Linked DNA regions of Drosophila melanogaster: region 1 is linked to region 2. Evidence: chromatin contacts called from public Hi-C data. All regions are on one chromosome and are shown on one strand. Each heading gives the region's core, a stretch centred on a gene start, on an enhancer-like site or on the middle of the called end of the contact. The rest is flanking DNA. Distances are from core to core; before and after follow the strand shown. Region 1 holds the start of Hn (Henna). Region 2 holds the start of Mp (Multiplexin).

Region 1 (6,735 bases), core at 1,570-4,069, 760 kb before region 2:
AAAGAGCTTAACAACAAAATGTAATTGAACATGCTAACCAAACCAAAAAAAAAAACCAGAACATTATCGATACAGAGTTGTAATAAAGCAAAACAAAAAACAGTTACAAAAACTTACATAATTGCATGTTATTTATTATTTGATTCATTCTTAATAGTAAGTAAAGAGAGGGAGTAAAAAATGTATATGAATTCTACTCAGACGCGCAGCTTGGCAACGGCATTCTGAAGAATCTGGAACTCGGAGTTAATGTTGTCCATCAGATTCGAAATCTGGGGCTTCGAGTCGAGAACCTCAACACTCTGAGTATAGGCATTGTAGCGAACACCAAAGGGTCGGGGAATCGAGTTCGCAAATTTACTAAAAGTAATTCAAGTTATTTAACACTTTCGTTAGATATGTTTAGGCCTAGTAACTTACATGGTCTTCTCCTTGGCGGTTTCGAAACTATCGGCCACATAGTACAGAGGCTGGAACTGAGTAATGGGATACTTGGTGACGCCAGTGACCTCCGGCTCAAAGTCCTTCAGCTGCGGCTTGTCCGTGAGGCAATACTCCAGTTCCCCGTAGGAGGACAGCAGACCAGCTCCGTACGCCTTCAACTCACCCTCCTGGCGGCACACGCCGTACTCAACAGTGAACCAGAAGATCTGAAAGAAAGAATTCACGCATCACACAGTTATCCTTTGTTAGCCTAGAGCAAAGAGCCACTTACGGTGGACAATTTCTCAATGTAATCATCGGGTGCTCCCAGGGAAGCTAGCCCGATCTCCTGACTGAATTGGGCAAAAGCTGGATCTGCAAAAAGCGGCACGTGGCCCATCAGCTCGTGGCAGACATCTGGTTCCGGTGTGTACATGGGCTTGCTGGGATGTCGGATATACTGAGTGGAGTGGAAGACGCGGAAGGCCAGTCCAGCCAGGAAATCCCGAGAGCTGAGTAGTCCAGCCACTGGACGCAGAGTGAAACCTGTGCAATCTGAAGTGCAGCAATTTAATGTTACGAATTCTATCTAATGGGCAGTAATCGAACTAACCCCTCAAAAAGTTGGACACATCCTCCAGCTGGGGAATGTTATCCTCTCGGAATCCACAGTTGTCCACCAGCAAGGGAAAGACGTGGTTGTACTCGCGACAGGCATGTGTCTTATACAGCTTCGTAAGATTCCTGAAGATAATGCCCCAGGTCTCGATCTCCTCCTTGGTGTAATCCACATGGGGCAAGGGCTCGCCATGCTTGTAGTTGTAGGCAATGTCGGCGAAGTACTTGCGACGCTTGCGGTATTCCGGATCGGTAAAACCAGGATGATCGGCATCCAGCTCCGATCCGTAGCTCAGAATCTGATTGGCGAAACGATCCAGATCGCGTATACGCCGCGGGAACCAGGGCACAGCCGTGGCATTATCCTTGTAGTCACGCGAAATGATGTTAAAGTAGCTACACTGCTCCTTCACATCCTCGATGGCTTTTCCCAAGGCTCCCGATTTTCCATCGGCCTCCACGAAAAACTCATAACCGGGAACACGCAGCGAGGAACGCGACTCAATATGCACCAGGTTTATGTCATGCTTCTTGAAGATGGCCAAAATGTTGGCCAAAGCTCCGCTGGACAACGACGAATCCTTGGGCGAAAACAGAAGACAGGTGTTCCTGGCCTCCTTAATATCTACACCCTCGACTATGTAAGCCGAATCCTCTACGCGCGTTGGCTGTAATAAATTCATTGGTAATTTAAAAAATATTTACGGTTTATATTTTTGCTGTTTGGGAAAACAGCCATTGCATCATTGGAAATTTGACAGATTGACTCCGAGTGACCTGGGCTAAACGAGCAGTCAAGCCAAACTATTTAATATAGATAATATTTCTCTGCTCTTATGACTATGCAATGTCTATCAGCAAATCTCCTATTACAGAGGCTACCAGGGCCCAAATCGCATAATCATTTAACCGAAGCCTTATATGAGCCAACGAACTGTAATTGTAGTACTTGCCTCAGATCTGCATCATTGAGATTGTTTGTGTTTTGGCTTGAACCCCCATATTGAAGGTTTAGGTCCGACCGCAATGGCAATCAGCGCATATTGCCAAGGACTCGGCCTAGAACTTGGTGTGCTGTATCTGTGGGAAGGTCTCCCAAGTAGTATACTTTGCAAGATCTTGAGCCATAACAAGGTCCTCTAACAGGGCTGAATTATTTGTTCTTAATGTATTTATATGACATCTTATTAAGCTGTACTGTTTCTACTTCCAATATATGCGCCTGACGTCTTAATTCAGGTTTTACTCTACAAAACACATTAATAAACTACTTGTTTAGGAGCGAAAATAAAATAAACCACTAGGAGTCCCAGACACCACTCTGTTTTCCTTTGTCTAGAACTATTGCGAACTAACCCAATTCCATGACAGGTTTTATACATTATAGATCCGCATTCTCATTTCAATCAAAATAATAAAATTATATTTTATTTGAATTTTTTTTCCTCAAAGGTTGGACAAGTTCATGCTGAGAACGCAGAATAATAAACTTGTTATTGTTTTTAATTTATTAGCTATTTTACGGATCACTTTCTATACCGGGTGCACAGAGGACTCTCGCCGAAGCAACAAACCTTATCAAAGGAGACCTGCCGCTGGTACATTTTCACAAGATTCTCGGGTTTCTCCACTGATAAGTACAATAAAACCGATGGCGAACGATCCGTTCAGCAAACGAATTAAAACTGATTTAATTTCTCTATGAATCGCGCGCTTAAATAGACTTTTCGATAGGCCCCATAGCTGAGCCCAAACGAAAATCAATCCGAACTGAAACCAGTAAAAAATACAAATAATATCGCGGGCAATCGGGCGAGTAAATGATCTTGGAACGGCATCCACATGCGATCCAATCGCGGCTATGGCTCTGCGGCTGCGGGGTTATCAGTGCCCAGTGTCTCGATGGGCCTAAAATCCCATTTCAGTATTCAGCTTCATTACAGAAGCCGTCGTCTAGCCGATCAAATCTAAATGTTGAGGCTTAAATACAGTCTAGCATCCATAATTCAAAATACGAAAAAAAGGAACGCCTGATTCGAAAAACCAGTTTTGAATGTTATAGATCTGTGTTCCTGGAACTTAGGCACAGTTTTCTATAGATAAAATATAATATCGTAAACAATGTTTTCTTACTTTTGAAGAACCCAAAGCACTTCCTTTTCGCATGTTCCACTGTATTTTGGAAATATTATCAGCTAAGACTCGCCCCTCTGCTGGGGTCCAAATTAACAAAACATTATTTCAGCTAGTTTTAGATTTGCTTTGTTTTGCAAAAAATCATACTGAATAATCTGGGCTGTGTTTTTCTAATGACAGGTTCTAACCAAACGAGTTCAACGGCATTTCAGGGCAATTATTTCAGTAGTGAATAGCTCCAAGTGGGCCTGGCACGCGCTACTCTTGGTTTTTTTTTTATACTTGCGGTCCACATCAGATTGACTGGAATCAATTAGTCCAATCGTTACACTCACCCGAACTTTTTGTCGGATTTTGTCTTTTAAATGGTAATACGCTTTCCTTAAGTCTAGGTGACTTACATTGTGGTACCCACTTGTAATTGTTAATCTATGAGTAGGTTTATTATTGTTTCAAGTTCAGAGTTCACTCGGTATAAGCACGTCAACAGATAACCCCGAAATTTAAGCTGATGTAATATTACAAGAGCTTACAAAAGCTAAAGCAATAAACCATATCTATACCATGTCTTTACTTCCGACATAAAATGTTTCAATATTCTTATTTCTATTTTTAGATATGTTTTTTGTCAATCCTAAAAAGCATTGATTTAGGCCCAAAAGTAGGCAAAGAAATCAGGTCATTTTTGAAGACAATGAGGGTATTAAGGCTAATATTTTATGTAGACCGAATTGATAATCCACTTTCAATACACTCCAAAATCAAGACGAAATGGGAGTGATCTATGATGACGATGCTTAAACATCCGAAAAACAAGCAAGCCCTATCTGTACCGTTTGCTTACAAGATTTGTCTTCAGCGGAGAATATTAAACATCTGTTCTACATGTCAAAAGTTTTACATCTTCATTGATTTTTACACACCAAGACTGATAGTCAATACAAAATCAATGCACGCTTCAGTGCAGGAGTGTAGGTTAAATTTATTTTTATTTTTTTTGTCGTTTTATATGTTAAAATAAATTAACGGCTTTGTGGAATCCGGTTAAGGCGGAGCGATCTTCACGCAGCCCTCGTCCTGTTTCACCTAAAAAATTAAATGCGTAAAGGTAAAATGTAAATATGTGTTATAGTTAGGTTACTCAGTCTTACTGATTGCTGAAACACATATTGTGGCACATTGTCCTGCCATCTTCTTTGGATCCAGCCCCATGGTGCCGCACAAATGAGCTGTGTGTCCATTCTGGGCAAATAGCCTCGATCACATAACAGTTCACAAATCGCGAGTGATTTGGATGGTTCATTATTGCAGCTTGCAGGATAGAAACGTCCATTGCGAGGGGGTGTCAAAACTGGACAACTCAATGCGAGGGATTCTAGAAATAGGATGCAATAGCAAATACATAATGTGTCTTATAAAATCCTATAGCACTAACTTAAATTGTTTGTACATTGTACATTGATGTGTACTTACCCACGCACTTGGCTTCTGGACTAGACCAAAGTCCGGTGTGTCCACAAACCGCAAATTGTGAGCCCTGCATGATATAACCCGCGTTGCAGGTAATATTGCAACGAGTGTAGTTGAAGCCATTTTGGAGATACTTATCGCAAGAAGCCTTTCCGTTGGCTGGTCCCTTAAACAAAGGGCATATATCCTTTCTTGGTGCTTCCTGACTGACAGGCGCGTCTTTCGATGGCGGTAATTTGGAGCCATCCAAAATACAACTATTTTGATCATCGAGTAGATGATATCCTTGGGGGCAATGGCAGATATAGGAACCTACCGTATTCTCGCATTTGTGCTCACAGTAACGGTAAGTCATTCGCCAAGAATCTGAATCAATATCCGCCAAATCGCATTCGTTAATGTCCTGACACTCACTGCCATCGTCGGACAGCTTGAATCCGGACTTGCACACTATTTCACCCGGGGAGAAACCATCGCCGTCGGTGGGCTCAACTCTGCCCACCAGTGACGGAAGGCATTTGTATGTTCCATTTAGGTTTTTACATCCAGCCGTACAGTCCCACGATAGTTCGGGATCAGCGCACTCATCAATGTCTAGAAGGTGGTAAGTAAATTTATAGGTATTTTTTTGTTTTGCTTATAGATTTCGACATAATTTTTTTAGTACTTACCCAAGCAAGTTTTTTCATCACTTTCGTCTATTTCAAAACCACTATTACAGGTGCATATGAATTCACCAGGAAGGTTGTTGCAAACTTGAGAGCAGCCGCCATTCGATTCCTTGCACTCGTCGATATCTGAAACAGAAGATAAAGCTTAGTGTATCTTAAGGATATATTGATTAAAAAATGTGTACCTACCATTACAGCTTCTTAAATCGGTGGAATTCAGTGTATAACCCTCATAGCATTCGCATTTATGAGTTGATCTGTTACATATATGAGCGCAACCACCATTATCAATCCTGCATCTCTACAATAAAGACGACTTATAAATGTATCTTATGATCAAGAGATCAGTTTCCAAAAAATCATTACCATTTTTTTTTGCTTCATTGAATGCGTGTTTCCTTTACCAATCTTTATGCAATTGGGTTTCAAACCAAGCCATATACCATTTGAGCAATAGAGTGCATTATCTTTGGCACGTTTGAGTTTGTAGTTGACGCGGCAGGAATAATAGGTCACAAGAAAGACATGTTCCCCATTTCGGCGAAGTTTGACGGATGCCTTAGCATTTTTAATCCTCGGAGGAGTCCAGCAGGTATCGTCGTATTGAAAAGATAAATTGTTATCTATTGCGGGGGTGATTTCGGGAATATCATTTAACGAAGCTGTAAAATTAATGCATTAAAAATCAATGTAATTCAAATAAATAAATAAATAATTGTATATAATAGAAATTTTTCTTACTTATGGTTATGTTATAATGGATTCACAACATACCTGTGGAAAATGCGATACACATAAGCGCGTACAAAACAATCACTGATGTCGACATTCTGTTTTGCACCATTTCAATAATTATATAAACATGTTCATGATTGGATTACTTAAGAAAACATCAGCCGAAAGTAAACGTTTTGTTTAATCAAGTGTCTCCCATTGAGGCGCTTGTCACCAACTTGCATTAAAATGTCTGCCTAAAAGTACACACTTAATTAATTAAAAAATAAACGCAATAATATTTACAATATTTAGAATATTGTGAGTAACAGATGTTAGTAATTGTATTTAATTTTAGTTGCCATCTATGAACATGTATTTTTACTTTTTTTCCGTTACCATGTTCAACACTTTTAATGTATGTTTGATGTAAACACTGTTAAGATAATTATTTACAAAATATATAGGTTTTTTTTTAATGCCGTAACCCTTTTTTTTAATATTCATTTATTAACGTATCGGCAAACAACGAATCGCTCCAAAGGAAAACTGACGACAAACTGAATTATCAGGTATTTGGCCGGCAAGGCAAAAATACTATTTCGGTACCCATTATCAGTAGGGTATAAGCATTTTCAGAAGATTATTAAACCTAAGTGTTAAATTATGTTATTCAACTATATAAGCTGACATTACATCAATT
Region 2 (6,226 bases), core at 963-3,462:
GATTGAATATCTTAAAATTTAAATACAACATTTTCCATGCATATCATGCAGTGCGTTACCATTAAGCAATAAGTCTTCAAAAAACCAATTACTTAGGGAGGTCAAATTTTTTCCTGTAACTGATGCAATTTGGATGCACTTCATGCTTCAATATATTTCAAATATTTCACCAGAAAACTCAAACTGTCACAGAAGCCACCCATGGAATAATTATAGATTCGCAGTCATGCGACAGCTCTCACTCAAGATTTATATGCAATAATTACAAGTTTATTTCGACATGATTGCAATATGCAATTATCGCGCTTTAGGTATGTATTTATATATAAAGCTGGGCCCCATAAATCGCGAAATTCGCAGGCGAATAAGTTGACTTATTGACTAGCCCCGTCGACAGCTTCAATTTCCGCTGCTCCATCGCAGACTTCATCGACATAATGCTGTTGAAAGATCATTAATGTGGGAACTCCTAATGCCGACAAAATATTGAAGCTAAAAAAAAAATATAAAGATAGGCAAAGAAAAACTGCAGATGGTATAGGGAAAACTTTAAAAGAAACTTTGCAGCAATAGAAACATTTAAATGTTCTTTTCTTTAGGCATAAATTAGAATGAGTTGTTGGTTTTCTTTAGCATTATAACCCTTTATATTTCCTTTTATGTAAGCAAATCAATAGTTATTTTCAGAAGTGCTGACTTATCCGTAAGTCAGTACCCTTAAACGTGAATATAATGTGCAAACATTTTGTATGATTTTAAATCAAGATTGCAGACATACTGCCAATATTTGAGCCAACAGATGGCCAAATAAATCCGTCAAGGGCAAACCAAAAGCCGAATATTGCTTCTTCTTTTAAACCAATAGACTCTTAGTTATATTTATTAATGAGCTGCGCAAATATGCATAGTTAATTTTCAGTTCATTGCCGTTGTTTTTGCTTTGTTTGTTTGTCGGCTATTTTGTTTGTCGTCATGAATGGGTCGATTATGATATCGGCAGAAATGGAGAAAAACTAAATGTTATTTAATAAGTAAATAAAAGCAAAGCTAATCGTTGGCCGAGATTACCACAAGCGAAAATGCATTTCCCGCACTTGCAATTATCATTACGAATGTCCGACTTCAAGTGGATTTGTTGGGCAATATGGAATTTTTGGACGTACACCCATTTACGTGACCATCAAAGGGTAATCGCTTAAAAATAGTTGGGCGGACTTACCTCAGTCTCCAGCTGAATGGCACTGAATATTTCCACGTATTTCCTGGCGGAAGTGGGCCTTTTTCACTGCTGCATAGTTTCGGGCGACAGTTTCCAGCAGCAGGACACTTTTCACAAAGCCTTCGGACACTTTTCTTTTGAGCCCCGGCTTCCTTTTCTATATATATACTCTCGGTTATTCCGTTCTTGTAATTCACTACACTACACAAAACGGGGGAACAAAACGGGGATTTATAAAGGGGTGTACTTGGGGAAGATCAATGGAAGTGACCAAATGGGCAGACAATGATTGGTCATTCGAGATGGCATTGACATTGGCCAGTCATTGTCCAATCCAATAATGGCACAAAGCAGGAGCCACAAAGGCAGCCCGAAGGATTTCTGAACACAAAACACAAAGTGGACCGATCGGCTGTGGGGGACAACTAAGTTTCGCAATCAAAAGTGCACTGAAAATTTAATTTGTCTTTTTTTCATAAAAAATGAGTGTTCAAGATTCACGGTTTGCTTGTCTGAAATGTTTTAAGAAAGAAATCGAAGCGGTATATATTTTGCGTTCATTAAAAGTTTGCCTCTACATCAAAAGCTTTATCAAAAATAATTGACATTAATATGAAATATAAATTATGTGACTTTTTGTTGATTAAAATTGTTTACGACTCTTAAAATGTATGTTTATTAGCACAATTTGTTCAGTGTGTTTGGTTTTAGTACGCTGAAGTCTACGAGTTTATTTAAAACGCTTTAAAATTGTATTTTTAATGCACTTTTTCTATGAATATTTTTAATATTTTCAAGCTACGTTTTTTTTTTCTTCTTTCATTTAACGCACAATCTCGTTTTATTTCGCAGTGTACCAATCTCAGCCGGCAAATTCGCGAGTTGTATGTTTTTCGTTTCGCAGGGGAGCACGCTTCGTTGTGGCCGGCACTCAATTCGCGTGTGGGTGCCCTGCGATGCGCTCCGTTCAGCGTTCAGACTGAGACTGAGACTGAGGCCTGAAAAGCTGGCAGCCGGCAGAGCAGCTGGCAGCGCAGTCGGCAGCGGGAGAATGCCGAAATCAAAATGCTACCGTTTGCCGTCTATGGTAAATACATTTTGGCAGATACTTTTGTCGCTGATACCTATACAGATACTAATGGAACGCGAAATTCGAAATGCAATTAAAAGCATTGTTTTAAGGCACTCGAAATGGTAGATAACTTTTAAATTTAAATGAATTTAAATCGAGTTTTCGATTTAGTAAACAGCTAGTGCAATTTTGTTTTGCTGAGCCAATATTTGAGGTGCAAACTGAACGAATTTAATTGACTTTCTACGAGTATCCTAAACGTTGTGTACGATGAGCAAAATTGCGGAAATGAAATGAAATTAAATTGAATTAATTATATTTAACAAAAAACCAACGATAGTTGTACTTCCGAAAACAATATTTTCAACAAAAAACTGATAAGCATTATTCTTAGTTTCTTTTCAAAGAAATTTGAATTTCTAGAATTTATGATTCTCACTCGATATAACTGGCGGTATACATGATATCATAAACCGTTTTATGAACAATATTTCCAGTAACGCGAATTTCCTGCAAGCCAAATCAAAGCGGCAATTTTCCGCTGCAAGGTGCAGCGACTGCAGGTGCTTATGGCTTCAGCATTTTCCGACTTCTCCCTGCTGTCGTCTTTGCACCGACCACTTGGCTATAAATAGGGCCAACTGGAGAGACGAACCATACGGGGCAACACTTTCGTTTAACTTTGGCAAGGGAAAGCGGGCAGGACAGCAGCGCAAATTAGTTCCCAAGCGGCTTTGAAAGGTACGTGGGCCATAGGAAAGTGATAAGGCTACAAGTGCGAAGAAGTCGACAAATTTTTGGAGGGGCGGGAAAACATAGTGAACACATGCCCCTGGTCCCACATGTGCTGTGGCAAGTTGGCCGTCTTAATTATTTATACGTAATAAAACTAAGCATAATTTTCCAGCAACAACTACGCACCGGCGCCTCATTTGAAATTCTATAAATAAATTGAAAAGCAGTTGATATAGTTGAATCGCAAAAGGCTCGAAAGGCTCAAAACTCAAAAAAGCCGGAAAAACTGAAAACACATTCATACAAGTTGTTGGGCAAAAAAAAATTGAGAGAGGAAAAGAGCCAGAGAGAAAGAGAGAGAGAGAGAGAGCGCGTGTGTGTGTTGGCAGAGAAAGAGAGCGCCGTCGACGTCGACTGCGACGCGGGCACATGCGGCGTATGCGTAATTTTGTCAGCCTTATCAGAAAGCCATTGCAAGCAAACTTTATTTTAAAGAGCCGGCCATTTATCGAACTTGCAACGTGTTGTCTCCACCCGGCCCTTCCCCTTTTGGATGGGGGTATTCCCCAAACACCCCCCCCCCCTCGACCATTTTCTGCCACAAGAGTCGCGTTGTTTGCACGCCGACTGCCCAAAGCCCGCCAATTGTTTATTCAAGCAGCATCACAGCATCGCAGCATCGCAGCTCATGTTGGCCATGTGCACTTGAACTGCCTTCGCCGGCATGCCTGTGCATCCATTTGGCCGGCGATGTGTTTGTCTGGCCATTTTTTTTCCAACTCCGAAGCCGGCCTGCGTCTCAGACACTGAGAAAAATGTTTTGCCTATAACATAAGGTTATCTACTAAAAGCAATTTCATTCAATAGCGCAATGATGTCAAAAAAATTTTTATTTCTTCGAATCAACTGCAAAGTTATTTTACGAATATGAATATATGAATATGAGTTATCTCCAAAAAAATACATACATATATTACGTTACATTAATAGATAACCAATATATGGAATGTCGCGCATATATTTTTCTCTGTGTAATACGCGCTGATTGCAGTTGTTATCGCGGCAGTTTGTTGTTGTCGCCGGGTTTAAGCGCCTCTTAGTGGCAGTGAATCAGTGGCCAAACATGTAATCTGTTTAATGGCCAACTGACCGTGCATCGGACCAACTGGTCCTTTACGCCCCTGTAGCATTTCAGCCCGTCGCGTATACGCACTGTGAGCCAGACAGAGCATTGGAATTTGCATAGATCTTTCGCCAAATACTTGTGTCTTTTTTTTTTGTGCGGCGGCTCTTGTAAATGCCCACCTGTTGAATACGGCAAACCGAGGCAGAAACAAAACAAAATAAAAGAATAACGAAACAAATGCCATTTGGACATTTTGGGCCAAACAAAAAACCGTGAGTAATCGTTAAACAAAATAACCGCCACAAAAAAACGAAGTTAGTCTCAAAGCGAACGTAAACTTGTTCAGCTGCTGATTTGCATAAAACGCTAAAACTGAAGCTGAAACAAATAAACATTAAGCGCATTTCTGAGAAAACAACAATAAATATAATCATTGCATTTAGTACTAGCTTAGCTGATTTTTCAATTAGTCTCGGAATCGAACGACTTCTTAAAACCCTTAATCTAAATCTCCGATCTTTTTGAGTATTTTTATTAAACTGGCGAAACCTGGCTTACAACATTCTTATCGGGTCTTTTGATTAGCACTTATGCCTCGTTTCAGACACCATTTATAGATATCCACAATTCTAGAGTAAATGACCCGAAAACCCGAAAATTCAAACCAAAACATGCAAAATTTACATAAATAACGACCTGATTTGCCTTGACTTTAATCATCGAAAGTTGAAGTTTATTTGCATTTAAGCAAGAATCCGATTGCATATAAGTTTGATTATATGATAGCCACATTTCCGCTTTTAGTCCTGAGATCAAGCAGATTTTATAGTGTGGCGCTCAAATTCGATGTTTGTTAACAAAAGAAGTCTGCTATGCACATATACTTGATGTTAACTAAAACTGATTATCACCAATAAAATGTCGCCTTATTTTTCTGGGTATTTCTAAACCTGCTGGACTCTTTTTTTATAGCCCAGTTTATTATTTCTTGAACGTTTATAGACCCAATATAAAAGCGCCTAATATGTGCTAAAAATTTGGATGCTGTTGATTAGCATCACACTGGATTCGCATCGATTGAGATAATCCATTTACCCTATTAAGTCAAGTGATAATTTGCATTTTGAATTTAAATATCAAAATAATTTTATTGCGTTTAGTTTCGTTGTTCAATATTCATTATTTGTATGCATGAAAAACTATATATGTGTGTATGTGCCACGGAGACTCACAAACAGCTAGGCAATTTTTATTCTGAAAATAACACGGCAAAGAAAAAGTGTTCTCACTGTTAAAATTCGATTTTCGTCCTTCGAATTCGCTTTTTGTACCTTTGCCCATTCGAATATATACTTTCTAAGACATAGATGGCGCTTTAAATTCGGGGAAATTAATATGGGTTTTAGTGAAGACTTTTTCAAAGGATGCAACAACTTCGATGGCTGTTAAACAGAAAAAGCACCATGACACTGAGAGCCAAAAGAGCAGTTTACGTCCACTGCGTAGCCCCGATCTGGCTGTACGGAATACAGATCTGGGGTATTGCAGCAAAATCCAACTACAACCGCATTCAGGTATTGCAAAATCGTGCCATGCGTGCAATTACAGACTGCCCATACTATGTACGTGGCACTACCCTTCACCGTGATCTGAATCTTCATACAGTGGAAGAGCAGATCTCCAGGCACACCAGCAGATATAGTGATAGACTAAGACGACACCACAGTATACTTGCTAGACGCTTACTCCCTGCTAGGCCTCTAAGGAGATTAAAAAGGAAGGGTTTCGCCAAAACACTTGGACAACCCTAAAGACCCCCTCGAAATATGAGACATAGTTGTAAGTCCTCACATGATTAGTGAGAGGTTTGGTTTTATCTTTTATATGTTAATTGCGCTGTTATGTTACTGTTACTGCATTGTATTGATTCATCGCTTCTAAATAAATAAATATATATAAAAAAGTGAAGACTTTTATGTGATATATATTAGAAGGCATATAAAAGTATGCAACAAAAAGATTGTTTTCGAAACTTACTTGAGCCCACAACAGATGGCGCCAAAAAATGGTTCGA

Evidence for each region. Hi-C and Micro-C count contacts between places; a contact is called where the count stands out from the background.
Region 1: a contact with region 2 is called in a Hi-C map of the Kc167 cell line, with 2.0 times the contacts expected there. The contact joins the promoter of Hn here to the promoter of Mp in region 2. A contact is called at or near these places in 2 of 107 Hi-C or Micro-C datasets (the Kc167 cell line and gastrula embryo).

The regions. Positions count from the first base shown.
Region 1 is chr3L:7,756,537-7,763,271 of dm6, reverse strand. It overlaps Hn (Henna), which reads right to left and starts at 2,819. Exons shown (of 5, transcript NM_079239.4): 1 at 2,616-2,819; 2 at 1,037-1,709; 3 at 716-978; 4 at 421-650; 5 at 106-360. The coding sequence starts at 2,645. The coding sequence ends at 198. CG32373 reads right to left here. Exons shown (of 9, transcript NM_206297.3): 3 at 6,093-6,289; 4 at 5,685-5,980; 5 at 5,508-5,619; 6 at 5,319-5,444; 7 at 4,651-5,241; 8 at 4,329-4,552; 9 at 4,149-4,263. The coding sequence starts at 6,162. The coding sequence ends at 4,222. It overlaps Clk (Clock), which reads left to right. Exons shown (of 8, transcript NM_079240.3): 8 at 1-39.
Region 2 is chr3L:6,994,829-7,001,054 of dm6, reverse strand. It overlaps Mp (Multiplexin), which reads right to left and starts at 2,212. Exons shown (of 20, transcript NM_001300033.1): 1 at 2,052-2,212; 2 at 1,220-1,420.